Linked DNA regions of Bicyclus anynana: region 1 is linked to region 2. The links are chromatin contacts, called in public Hi-C maps. All regions are on one chromosome and are shown on one strand. Each heading gives the region's core, a stretch centred on a gene start, on an enhancer-like site or on the middle of the called end of the contact. The rest is flanking DNA. Distances are from core to core; before and after follow the strand shown. Region 1 holds the start of LOC112055316 (eukaryotic translation initiation factor 3 subunit I). Region 2 holds the start of LOC112054535.

Region 1 (6,697 bases), core at 1,361-3,860, 150 kb after region 2:
ATAAGTTATGACTAACTTACTATGTAAACTAACCTACTTACTACTGCGTATGATAGAATATCAAATAAACCTTTTTACACAATGTTTAGATCAAGTGTTTCGGAAGTCGCCCATTTAGATGAATGTTAATAATATGGCGAAAATATTTTGACTGATATGGTAATATTAATATAAACATTAATAATGATGTTAATATATTTTTAAGGGTGTAACTTGAACTTAATGCATTTCACACTTTCTTTACAGTCCATGTGACGAATAGGTACGTCTAAGATATCGCGACTAAATATTTTCACATTCTTAGCATAAGATTTGTTGTGTAAAAACTTCAGTTTCATGTACTTCGGATTGAAGTAGGGTTGACTTGTGTACATTAGCCAATGTAATTATAATAGTTATAATAATAATTGAGTGTAAATTCGTAAGAGAATATATATTTGGAAACGTTGAGGTGTGTTTGTTGTATGTAATGTAATGTCAAAGATGGATATTCGAATTGTAAGTATATAAAATACATCTATATTAGATATCTATTCTACAAGCAAGTTATATATTATGTACTTCGTGTTTTTTTGTTAACGACTTTCACAGACACGTTTCGCTTATAATGCTTATTTGAGGTATAAATAAATTTGGTACTGTTCAATATAAAATAAGCGACCGCCAACTTATCTACCACGCAGTCTCATAAAGTGCCTCCAGGTGATCCATAGAATATGACGTAGATATCATTTAGTTCAGAGTGACTGAGTGCATTACACGTATTTAGTTGGGTTCGCTCAATCTCAAGACTTTCAGGAATAGCATACATTAAGTATTACAATACAGTTAGGGTTTACACGTAGTCGATCACATAGTTGCTGATTGCTGTTCTGTTTTGGACGGATGATGGTTGTTATACATTTTGACCAAGTTAGTATACATACGATGTTTGTATTGACGATGATTCAGACGTTTGTATCGGTGTGTTCGTCTCGTTTGTGGTGCGCCGGGTGTTATGTTAGTCAATGGATGAACTGGTTTGCCAAGAGAAGTTACCTACAGTTGTGTTTAGTTAGCGATGCATAACGTGTTTGTACTTTAATTTGTTTTTTAGTTGTACTCTTGAAAATCGATGGTTAATAACTTAAGAGAATAAAATGTATGTGAAATATTATGTATTTCATTTAATATATCCTTTTTGATTCCCGCTTTAACACAATTCTGAAAATTTACACAGATTCAATATAGATATTTAGCAATGAATTGTCTGGAGAGTTAAAATATCACCATCATCATTATTAACAGTCGATGGACGTCCACTGCTAATCCTCTTGCATGGACTTCTAAACACAATGGTCTCGAGCCGCCAGCATCCAGCGGCTCCATGCAACCCACTTTATTTTTCCGTCTACCCAGTGGGAGGTCGACCAACATTGCATTGCAGTTTCGGATACGGGGTTGCCATTCCAGCACTTTGGGACCCCAACGTCCATCGACTGTTCGAAACATTCGTCCTGCCTATTACCACAACAGCTTTGCCACTCGCTGAACTATGTCAGTGATTTTAGTTTTTCTGCGGATCTCCTCATATCTGATTCGATCCCGCAGATAAACTTCAAGCATTACTCGCTCCAAAGCCCGCCGAGTGACTTCTTTCTTATGAGGGCCACTGTTAGCGACCAAGTCAGACCGTACAAAAATATGAAAACCTTGACTTTCGGTAACACACCTTGCTCACGAAATTATTGGTATGTGATTGTTAAATTAACTGGAAAGTCGTTCCAGTCAATCGTGTTAATGTCAAAACTTCGACCAAATACCATAAGAAACTTTCGCATGACTGTTAGATCAAGGGTCGAATGCAGAAGACAGTAATCTTAACCATGCAACTTGTATTGCATCGTAGGTACTTCACTCTGAAGCCCTGACTGCTAGTTGCTTGGGCACTCAATAGCCCCGCAAAAGGAGAGAGAGATTATCGAAGAAATAAAACATACTTAAAGACTGAAAAAACGGACAAAGGACCGGACCTTTTAGGAAGTCGGTTAGTAGCAATAATACATTGTAATCTTTGGTTGGTAGTAATGTGCGGTTTAAACTAATTTACTCTTTGGTTTAAACACATGAGTAATATTATCCTGCCATCTAGTATTGAGAAGTTACAACATAATCGCCAATGACAAGCGTCAAATAAACGATACTCAGAACATCTAGTGTTAAATAGTGACAACATTCTAAGCCATGTTATTTACCAGTATTCTACTTTTTACTAAATTAACAAAATATGGTAAAAAGTACAAATCGAAGAATAGGAATATATAATAAGAATTTGGTTTAAACACATGAGTAATATTATCCTGCCATCTAGTATTGAGAAGTTACAACATAATCGCCAATGACAAGCGTCAAATAAACGATACTCAGAACATCTAGTGTTAAATAGTGACAACATTCTAAGCCATGTTATTTACCAGTATTCTACTTTTTACTAAATTAACAAAATATGGTAAAAAGTACAAATCGAAGAATAGGAATATATAATAAGAATTTTTTCGTGTTGCTTTTTCTTCATTCTTTCTTTTTCGAACGTAGTACGTATGTTCAATGTTCTCTGTGGTTAACGTCAAAGCGATGTCAAAGGATGACAATTCTTTTCTTTCGTTTCGTACGTCAAATAAATGTACCGCCACATGCCAATTGCCAATAAATTATTCAGTATTTTATGATTTTGTGCCTATAATTTGTAAAATAAAGCTTAAAACATGGTAAGTTATCTTACACCTTGTTGCAATTGTCATTCTATCTAATATAGGTAAGTAAAATTACGCCGAAATAACATAAAATTTGGATCATGTTTTATGCAGAAACCTTTGATGCTGCAAGGGCACGAGCGTGCCATAACCCAAATCAAGTATAATCGGGAAGGAGACCTACTATTTTCCGTGGCGAAGGACTCTAAGCCCAATGTGTGGTGGTCACTAAATGGAGAACGCCTAGGCACTTTCAACGGGCATGGTGGTGTGGTTTGGTGTCTAGATGTCGACTGGGAAACCATTCATCTTATCACTGGCGGTGGTGACAGTTCTTGCAGGTACATATTTGAAATATTTTATAGAAGTTTAGTGCAATAGCTTCTTAACCATTGTCTGAGTTCGCTGATAAAAACGGAGTAATTAAATGTGAGTAAACTGCTCAAGATCGAGCGATCACGCCGATAAATATGCTGCACTCCCCTCATAATAAAAATGTTACCATGACTCCTCAACACATAGATTTGCAAATAAAATGTCTTGTCTTGTGTGTGAGAGAATATGATTTTTTTCTTTCTAATATATTGTGTAGGAAATAAACTTATTCATATTTTTTAAACATGACTAATAATCCTGTTCCACTTTAACTATACGGAGTAGACTGCTTTAGGAGTGTGTATTTCTAGTAAACAACCAGTCATTTCAAATATGTTCGTTTTAGTGTAATTGAGTGAACTGAAACTGCTAAATCTACTTAACCAGAACTACTGTTTTAATCTGTTTCCATGTAGCAGCCTTAAATCATATAATTTTTAAGCTAAAAACAATTTTCATACAAATATAGGTTGAAGCGGCAGTTGCACTAAAATCTTTAAAAGATTTTGTGTTACAATCGCCATCTTTTCACAAACAAAGATTACAGTATTTTACTGTAGTATATGGCAACAGTTCAGAGGCTGGGATCAAACTGCTGCCTCTCTGTGATGAGTTATGGCCCTTTACCATTTAGATATTAAGGTGTAAACGATGACTTTAGTGTGTTCATAATTGCTTGATGTACAATAACAAATATATTACATTATTGTAGATTATGGGATTTGGAGACAGGTAAAAACATTGCCACAATCAAGACAAACTCTTCAGTGAGAACATGTAACTTCAGTTTTAGTGCCTACCAAGGGGCTTACACTACTGACAAGGCTATGGGACATCCTTGCGAGGTGAGACTATAAATTTTAGTAAAAACATCTTTACAATAAACTAATAATAAACTAATAATAAACTAATAACTTCTATTTTGCTATTTCCTGCATAAACTTTGTGGTAAATATAATCAACTTTTAACTGACTTCCAAAACAGATGAGGTTCTACATTTCGCTATATGTATGTCCAGTGATATTTCCATAATTTGTAGACAAATTTAGAAAATCCTTTTTTTAAATACACATTTGACTCCTATATTGGAGAATCTTTAAAAAAATGTTGTGGAGAATTGCATTGTCAACCAGTAGCGGCAGACCTAAAATGCACTCTCTTTTCTCACATCACAATTAAACAGCAATACATCAGTTTTGGCCAATATTTCAGATATGTTTTTTTATTTTTACAAGATATGTCATGGTAATTTTGTTATTTTAGGCCTATGCCCTGTATTTTTAGGTAAAATTATATAGGTTATACATTTCTGGATACTCCTAGCACTATTTAATTGATGGTCAGTTGTAAGCACTGCTTTTGGTTCTGGTGGGCAAATAATAACTTAATTATATTAAATTTTATGATATAGCATCTTTTAATGACTGTTTTTTTAGTAAATATTGTAGACTAGCACTAAAGCTGGTAGACTACTTACTATAAATAATAGCCTTTTCTAATAGCTTTCTTATGCTCACAGGTGTTCATAATAGATACAAGGACAATTGATGACTCCTTATCATCTCAAGCACCAATATTAAAATGGGAAATTACAGACTCAAAAGTTACATCAATGCTGTGGGGAACCCTGGATGAGACCATCATCACTGGTCACGAAGCTGGTGATTTGATCCAATGGGATTTACGAGTATGTTTTTTTTTTAACTTTATTAGTTTCATAATTTTAATTTTCACTTTAGAAAGCCATAAATTAAATCTGTAATTATTGTATCTCTGGTGCACTGGTATGTCTGTGTGTGGATTAATGCATCTTTAAATATCTTTAAAAAATTTATAGAGAATCATCATCATTGTTAACCCATATTCGGCTCACTGCTGAGCACAAATCTCCTCTCGTATGAGAGGCCTTAGTCCACCACGCTGGCCCATATCCCAATTTGTAGAAAATACTCACTATAAATTTTCTTGACATATTTTCAGACGTCATTTTACTATAACATACCTAAACAATTGTTTACAGACTGGCAAAAAACTGCATTCAATCAAAGAGCATACACATCAGATCAACGATATGCAGCTATCTCGTGACGGCACCATGTTCATAACAGCATCCAAGGATCAAACTGCCAAACTATTTGACACTAGCTCCCTTGAGCTGCTCAAGGAATACAAAACTGAACGTCCAGTTAACTCTGCAGCCCTCAGTCCCATTTTAGACCATGTGGTACTCGGTGGTGGTCAAGACGCCATGGAAGTAACCACAACGTCAACAAGACAAGGAAAGTTTGATGCCCGTTTCTTCCATCTTGTCTTTGAAGAAGAATTTGGTCGTGTCAAGGGTCACTTTGGACCCATCAACAGTTTGTCATTCCATCCTGATGGCAAGAGTTTTGCATCGGGCGGTGAAGATGGTTATGTGCGGGTGCAGAGTTTTGATCAGTCCTACTTTGATTACACTTTCGATTACAATAGAGACTAAAACAATAATTTAGCTGAAATTATAAAGTATTGATGAACACAATTTTTTACTTGTGAATTGTGGAGATTGTTTTGGGTTACTCAAAAAATAAGAGATTTATACCTCATTGTAACTTTCACAAATAAAACATTTTCTTTAAAGTGTTTTGATTTTATTATTTTATGAGGTAGATTTCCGATTATGTTATGAGGTCAATAAATATCTTTTTAAAAAATTAAACCTACTTCAAAATCACAAAAACTGCCAATGACGTTGTTTTTAGTGTGTCCTAGCATAGTAGATAGCGCCACAGTACGGGAAATTTCGTTATTTTCATTTTAACACAAAACTACTAAACCGATTTTCGTGAACATTAAATGAGACCAATCCGGAAGTATACTTTTTCAAACAAAAAAGAATTTTCAAAATCGGTTAAAAAATTACGAAGTTTTGAGGTATCTAACAAAAAAGAACATACGCGTCGAATTGAGAACCTCCTCCTTTTTTGAAGTTGGTTATAAATATTGAGTTTTTTTTCTAAGAAAATCACATTAGCACCGATGGGAAGTTGGAGATGTACACACCATACCTAGGAGTGTACCTTATGCAATTTGCGCTGATTTTTATTATCGTGTATTATTGATTGTTACATAGACAAACATCACTTTAAGTCAGCCATCCTATATTAGAACAGTATGGTGGGTTCCAATCATCTCTCTTTTTTTCCATTACAATCCCACCTTTAGATCATAAGTCATGATCTAAGATGGAAGCGGGCTAACTTGTTAGGAGGATGAAAATCTACACCCTTTTCGTTTTCTACACATCGTACCGGTTCGCTAAATCGGTTGCCGGTAAAGTGGTAACTAGCCACGGCAGAAGCCTCCCACCAGCCAGACCTGGACCTATTAAGAAAACCTCAATCGGCCCAGCCAGCGATCGAAACCAAGCGACCTCCATCTTGTAAATCTACCTCTACCTCACGGAGGCTGTCAATAAGCGCCACTCCAATAAAGAGGCCTTGCACTGTTGTGTGCCATTTAATGATTATTTTATAACTAGGCTTTTCAGTAGCGTGCAAAAGTTAATTTGACTGGGACTATTCCTACAAATGATACTAAACGAAAGATC
Region 2 (7,523 bases), core at 4,999-7,498:
TAAGCAGTATTACGATAACAAAAATGAGAAATTTTATCCAAAGAGCCCAGTGCAACAAAAAATTGAATACGATATTCAGAAATATGGTATCCAAAATTTCACAACCGCCGATAACGTTCAAAGCAACACGAACGCCAACACAAAAGTTGCTCCCTTAGTTTTTACAAACCCCGTTTACAATATGGATGACAATCGACAGTCGCAGGAAATCAAGAAGACCAATGAAAACAGAAACTCCAAGCGTTGTCCGTGTGGCTCGTCCAGTTCATCCATCGATGAGGAGGGATTGAGCACAGACAACGTGGAGACCAATTCTGAAGAAGGTTCTACGAATTTCAACGACGACAGTAGAAATTATGACCAACAGAATCGCAACGCCACCCACCGAAAACTCACCAGAGATAACTGTAATTACGAAGACTTGTATCAGAGGAGTAATAACAACCACAATCACTCGCCTAGGATTAGAGATGACGAATCCTCAAGTAATTCGCCAAGCTTAAGGAAAAGTAGCAAAACGAGGATGCCAAGAACGAATCCCATGCTGTCTTACTCCACTAATCAAAATCAACTGAACTTAAAACACTTCGGCCAACGAGGGGAATCGTTATACGAAAGTAAACCGCACCACATTTCAACGGACTCCGGGTATCCAATGAGCAGATCTGACTCCAACGTTGAAGAAGTTAACAAAGAGATGTACCGGTTACAAATATCGCGGAGTCAAAAAGCCTTGTACAATATGGAAAACTCTAAAAATTCACCAGAAAAGTTCATGACAGAAAACTCAATCCCGGAAAAGAATTATCCTTTGGATAGGACGTATTCAGGAGCGAAATTATCCAGTAGTAGAATTAATGAGGATATGGAAAGGCATCAGGATTACTATGGAGTTCGAGAAAAGAGAGAATCGCCCTCGCGGATGTTTAGTCGAGAGTCGCATTCTAGTGAAGCTAGTGAAAGGGTGCCCGTGAGAAATGAGAGGGAATTGCCGGTAAGAGAAACCAGAGATAAACTGCAGAGGCGGCTTAGCCTGGAGTCAGCGAGAGAGTTGACAGATAGCTCCGACGAAATAGATGACACTCTGTACAGTACAACCGGGCGACGACGAACTAAACACCACAGAACCATTGAGCAGGTTAATATAGTTTCATTTCTGTATGTGCCATAAATTTCTTATCGAAGTACAAAATTTACATTTTTAATAATTTTCAAATAAGAGAATACAAATAATATGTAAATCAGCTTTCTAATGTTAATGACAAAAATTTTTTCATCATTTTAGTATGAACGTGAAATAGAGAGGCTAAAAAGCTCCGTGGAACTTCTTCGAGGACGTTTGGGACCAACTGACTCTGGTCAAGATCACACAGATGCGAAGATGAAGGCTATTATTTCAAGGTTCGTTTCTTATAATAATTTATTTAATTACTGAAGCTAGATGATAAAAAGGTTATCAATTTCTATAATATTGTGATTTTATAGACATATTTAATATAGATATATTACAGAAGACATTGGACAGATATAAGAAACTTTTTATTCCAGTAATCCCACAGACTTTTAATTATAATCTAAATCCACGTAGTCGAACTTGTACATCTCGACAATGACTGTGATATAGTTGGTTATTTATACATTGTTGTTTCAAAATGAACACATTAAAGTCCGGCCGCTCAGAGATTGCGTTTCTGACAGATGATGATTGAATGGGACAAACATATTCAATTACAATTGCTTCGTTACTTTGTCTCATCACTACAAAACAAACATTTGACATAACCCTAAAAAAGCGCAGTTTAACATGGTTAGACGCCAGTCCCATGTTACATCACCCATTCGGTGACGGCCTGTCAGAAACGCAATATTTGAGTGGCTGGACTACATGTTTATTTAAAATTTGTTACCAAGACATTTCCGTTTTATATAGATTAATCTGCGTAGAAGAAGAGTTAAGGCGGGAACAACGCAAGATGGCCGCCGCGCTGTCGCACAAACAACGCGTGATCGAGGCACAGGAGCATCGCATCGCAGCGCTGGACGAAGCCAACACGCGCCTCCTGTCCGCGCTCGTGCACCTCCAGCAGCGCGCCCCGCACCCCGCGCCCGCGCACCCCGCCAATCACAACCCGTCCCACTCCCCCCACTCGCAACATTCGCACCAGGAACTGCAGATTTGAAAGAGATAGATATACTTCCATAGGTTACAAGTATGCACCCATGTGCTGGTAAGAGACAAAGTATTTTATGCGTCAACGATTATTTCGTACTATAGATATGTTACGTGCCCACAAAATTTAGTTACTCTTCTGAGCGCACACATGCAAAGTTTTTTGTTTACTTACTTTATATATTTATGTATAGGTACAAAGTTTTTACACTTCTTGAATACACAACTCGACATTGTAGACAATATTTAGCTATTATTTGTTTAAATAACTTTCGTAGTTTACGTTAGTTTACCAAACGAAATTAAGACAACTAGCCATCTTTGTCTGCCTCAGTTTCGACGCGTTAGTGACATATCTAGTAGTATAAAATCTTTGTTATACATAGACTATTTCAGTCTCCAAAACTCAGGTCCCGTAAATGAGAAGTTTATTCGTGACGTATTCAAGATAAATTATCGCATACGATAATGGGACCGCTCTGCCGCACTGCCAACAAAATCTCAAATTCTAAATTAGGTACTCAAGTAGATCTAAGTGCTGCAGATTTAAAAAACAACAAAAGAATATGCAGAAAAAGTGTTGCCAGTGATATTATATGGTTTTTGAAGTAAGTTAATACTGCCATCAGATCTAATTAATTCTTTTTAGAAACGTTTCTCGTATTTCACTTTAGCCTAGTTGCAGTTGATTGGTTATTTCAGTATTCAATGGCTTATTCAGCTTTTACATTATTCGTAACTACAATATATAGATATATCTTGAACCATTTATTGAATAGTCTCTTATACTTACATTATTTGAACTTTATTAATAAAATTTTGCACAAACAATTAATATTTATATTATATAGATTCATTGACGACTTGCATTTTGAACTGTATTTTCATCTTAATTTTAGCGTACCTACTATTTACGCTTGTATTTTGGAGTAATTTAATTTTTTAAAATTGTTATTTGTAATTGAAATTCACAACGGTTTTCTGCCATTTATGTATTTTTTTGTTAAATGTTGTTTCTTTAGTTTTAATGTAAAATGCTTTAACTGACATTAACTTTTCGTTCTATATCAGTATTTTGTATGATTAATTCTGGTTTAATTTTTACACACGTGACAATGTTTGTTTTGTTTTTGTAACAATGATACCAAAGACGTTGAATATCCCTATAGATGGAGTAGACACTAGTCAAAACAGGTTTATTGGATTTTGCAAGACAATAAATATCTTTACGTTGGCAACATTATAGATTGTCTATGATATTAGATTTCCCACTAAAGTGTATTGACTAGTGTGTACTCTTTTATTTGAATAGAGTAATTGTAGTGGGATATAAGCACCCGTTTTAACCTCTAGCGTTATATTTTAAAGTGTTATAGATTTTATATTAATGTAAGACTTGTATAATATTGTGTAGCGAATACGCCTATATGTAGTGAACCGATATTGCAAAGAGAAATATTTTTAATACCTTTCGAGTATTATAGTGTGAATGTAGAATAAAAATAAATACAGATTAGGCACCAACCATTGAATCAATTTTGAGTATTTTGGAAATGCTCTGAACAAATTCAAAAATATTTACGTTTTTTTATGTAATTTGTTTTATATATTGCAATTTATATGGATACGACAACTTAGTTGTTTTTCAGTGAAAAAATATTTTAAGCCATATCTTTGTATAATACCTAAATAGGTATATTATTATAATATACTTATCACATTAAATTATGGATAAACTGCGTATTACAGACTTTTATTACAATATTCCTGTATTCACTACGCCACTAGTTCAGTTACTCATAGTAAGATCAGCAGCCCATAGAACATAGAAGAAGCGCTTAAGCTAAAACTTAAGCACAGTAGCCTTGTGGCAATGGTGTGGCAGACTTCACTCAGGTATGCAGGTTTCCTGACGATGTTTTTCCTTCGCCGTTTGAGATATGTGATTCTTTAAATACACAACTGAAAAGAAGTATTTGTTTACAATCAAATGGAGTTTTATTTTTATTTAAAAAGCATTTAATATTGAACAAAAATTATTGTTGTACATCCTCGGCCCCATGAGGTTTACAGATGTACCTCCCTTTGTTCAAAACAGTTGCCCGCTCTACGGCTTCCCTCGTTATATAAGGGTGAAAAAATTGGAAGTCTTCTAAGCGAGAAGAAAGATACGAAAAATATATTTCGCGAAACTTTCGATTGGGAAACTCTGCTTGGAACATAGTCGGCCACAATAAATTTGTGCTATAAGCATACGATCTGAACAAGTCCAGTTTGTATTTATGCATATATTTTTTAAATTTATCATTCAAATCTTGTTTATACTGCCATGTCGTAACGCCGCTATAAATAGGGTCAGGCTTAGGTGACACGTGAGTTAAGCCTTTCTTTTCTTGCGTCATGAATGTTTGCCAAAATTCAAAACTCTGTAACAACTTGCGCTTTCTCTCGCTGGCATCGTAGGGTCCGTAAATGCGCCACCTCATCCATTCCTTCAACACCGGGACCAAATGAACATCAGGAAGTCTAGCTGCTACATTCAAACGTGTCATCTGGCGCAATGCACATTTTAAGTAGTCTTCTGGTTTTGGATTCTGTCCCAGGCAGGTTGTGGATGAACGTTTAACTAACTTTTTCTTCTTTTTGTCTTTCTTTTCGATAGCAACATTTCCACCTACTTGAAGCGCGCTCTCTGTTTCCCAAACTCTTTTGAACTCCTTTTCAATATACAGCTGTTTCTCATCTAAATTATATATAGTGTGATAGTTAAATTGGAAAGGAGAAAATGGCGTCGCTTTATGGAAGTAAGGCAGCTCTTCTGCCGGGAACGTTCCTTCGTTCCCGTAATCGTAGTGATGGCCACAGCGGCATTTATGTTCCTTGACATATTTAAGAGCGACGTCTTGCCAATTCTTAAGACAGTCACACGTGTTAGATTTACTTGCTGGTGTAAATCCACGGAAACCACAATGTATATTGATATAGTCTCCATTCACTAATGAATATCCACCATTTATAAGAGTTCCTTCCGAAGGTAATATCGTTACATTACCGAGGACAAAAACCGTTCTACCGCGTACAGTAAAGACGCCGTTGATCGTGTATTTTGAATTGGATATGCCAGTGTTTGGTATGGTAATCTTTTTCCTTCTCTTTTTTGTTCGTGTTACGCTGATTCCAAAAGACTTGTTAATAGCAAGGCTCAATTTAGAACTTCTACCCCTCCGAACATTTTTTTGGGTCACGGTCTTTATGGTGCGAGTTGTAGTAATTGTGGAATATGGTTCAAAGTTAATAATTCCTGCTATTTTGTCGCAATAACCTCGTGGGAGCCTCTTCTTCGGAGGCGGTGATGGTGGTGGTGGCTGGGGCGGCTTTTTTACTATAGGTAATTCCTCTTCGTACGGGTCATTGAGATCATCTAAATTTGGCAGAGGCGGAGCTCGAAATGGTTCCCGTTTCGGGCGTTGAAATAAAACTGCAGTCATTTCTTGCAAGTAAGGAGATTCTAGCAAAGGTTTCTTTTCACGTTTCACCTTTGTTTTAGGAGGTCTTTCCTCCTTATTGGGGCTAAACCTTTTTCTTAGTAATTCTAGTAAATTGTCTTGTCCCAAGTACAAAATACCAGAGAGCATAAGCCTCGCGTTAAGGTTGTATACAGCTCGTTTAACGTCTATGGTATGGCCATAAGTCACGAGAAACAGATGCGCTAGCATTTCCTTTGGGTCGCGGCGACCGAGGTACACACAAGTCATAAGATCCACATCATTTGGTCTTGGGTATAATCCAAGTTCTTTCATAATATTTGCTGTTCTCACTGGTCGCCCTTCCAGTAAATCTTGATAGATACAAAATTCCAGTAAGTCTAGCGCTTTTCTTTGCAATACACTGAGGGCTTGTAGCCAGGTCGGTCCGATAAGCTTTTTCATTGTTTTAACATAATAAATTTCCTTTCGCTTTCGAATATCCTTCAGTTCTTGCATAAATATTTGCCGCTCATGTGTTTCGCGTTTATATACAAAGTGCACCCGACGTTTCTTTCGATCCTCATAGCTCGTTTCGTATCCGTTATTAGGCATCCTTTCCAACTAGTTTTTGTCAAAATGATAAATAAGCAAGACTACAATTTTGAGGATATTAAAATGTTTTACAATAAAACTGAAACTAATACAGGAACTGTAAAAAAAATTAAAAATATTATGTAAATATTTTTGAAGTTTTAATTTTTAAAAATTGACGTACCTAGGTGCAAAGAGGATACAAACATAGAGATGTCTTGATGGACACAATACTGTTTAACTCATAAACAACTAATGAAATCCTCGAAATTTGAGTTAATATTTATATAGATTAATAAATTACAAACGAAAGAAAAGCAAGAAAATCCTCATATGGACCCCTGCAAGTAAGTTGAACCATAATGGAAATGGTAATTTGCAAACATTTTGCGACCATTAACTATACATTTATTTTGCAGCGCCATCTATTGTCGAGTAGTTTAAACGCATGCATAAAACAACATACTTAATATCCCCTACCTCGCGAGCTCCTTTTAGTGGCCGAACCTGCAGGCGCAGACGCTTACGGCGACGAAGATGGAGACGAGATGGATGACGCACATACCGGACTTGACACCGCCCCAGCGCAGGATAGCGAGTAATTGCAGTCCGCGCGGGGCACTTTGATTGACATCGTCTACTACCCTTAGGCCGAAAGGTCTCAGCCCCGAAAGGGGCTTGAAGAACATGACCGGGGGAACAAGATCCCCCGCGCCTTACCCGGGCAAGGAGGCGTAGCCTCGAGGCCCGTACCCCCATCTGGATTTTTGTCCGGGAGGAGATGACCTGCCTGCATACTTAATATTTGTTATAGCCGTAACCTGAGTAAATATGTTCTTTGGCCATAACGGTGAAGAAAAAAAATCAAAACACAAAATTACAAATAGGTATGCAAATTCAAAACAGAAAATTGTGATGCGGACTGAATTTGACGTCCCTTAGTCCCTTGTATATCTACGTACTCGTAGCAACGTACAAAGGGATTTTGCAAGATTATCGCCATTTAGTCATATTTTTGGATTCGTGCACTTTTTTTGTTAACACGTTTTTGAAGTCAGGCGCACACTTCCAAATAAATTGTTCGAACAAAATGTATCTTCATCTGAAGGCAACTATAACTATCCATAATCAAAACCAAGCTGTAGGAACTATAAAAACGATTCAAAACATAAATTATTAACAAGCTACTGAATAAATTGCTTTCATACGTAGTTTGTTACGTCAATAAATCACGTATAAATTAATAAGTAACGGACTGCGGTGCCGAATGGAAACTATTTGTTAGTCATACGGCG

The links. Hi-C and Micro-C count contacts between places; a contact is called where the count stands out from the background.
Region 1: a Hi-C map of whole larva shows a contact between it and region 2, with 4 times the contacts expected there. The contact joins the promoter of LOC112055316 here to the promoter of LOC112054535 in region 2. A contact is called at or near these places in 2 of 2 Hi-C or Micro-C datasets (whole body and whole larva).

What each region holds. Positions count from the first base shown.
Region 1 is chr4:14,362,663-14,369,359 of ilBicAnyn1.1, forward strand. It overlaps LOC112055316 (eukaryotic translation initiation factor 3 subunit I), which reads left to right and starts at 2,611. Exons shown (of 5, transcript XM_024095375.2): 1 at 2,611-2,747; 2 at 2,847-3,073; 3 at 3,820-3,952; 4 at 4,628-4,795; 5 at 5,129-5,731. The coding sequence starts at 2,745. The coding sequence ends at 5,587.
Region 2 is chr4:14,208,847-14,216,369 of ilBicAnyn1.1, forward strand. LOC112054535 reads right to left here and starts at 6,249. Exons shown (of 1, transcript XM_024094359.2): 1 at 4,029-6,249. The coding sequence starts at 6,249. The coding sequence ends at 4,207. LOC112054536 (ras GTPase-activating protein raskol) reads left to right here. Exons shown (of 19, transcript XM_052881290.1): 17 at 1-1,138; 18 at 1,286-1,401; 19 at 1,931-3,913. The coding sequence ends at 2,180.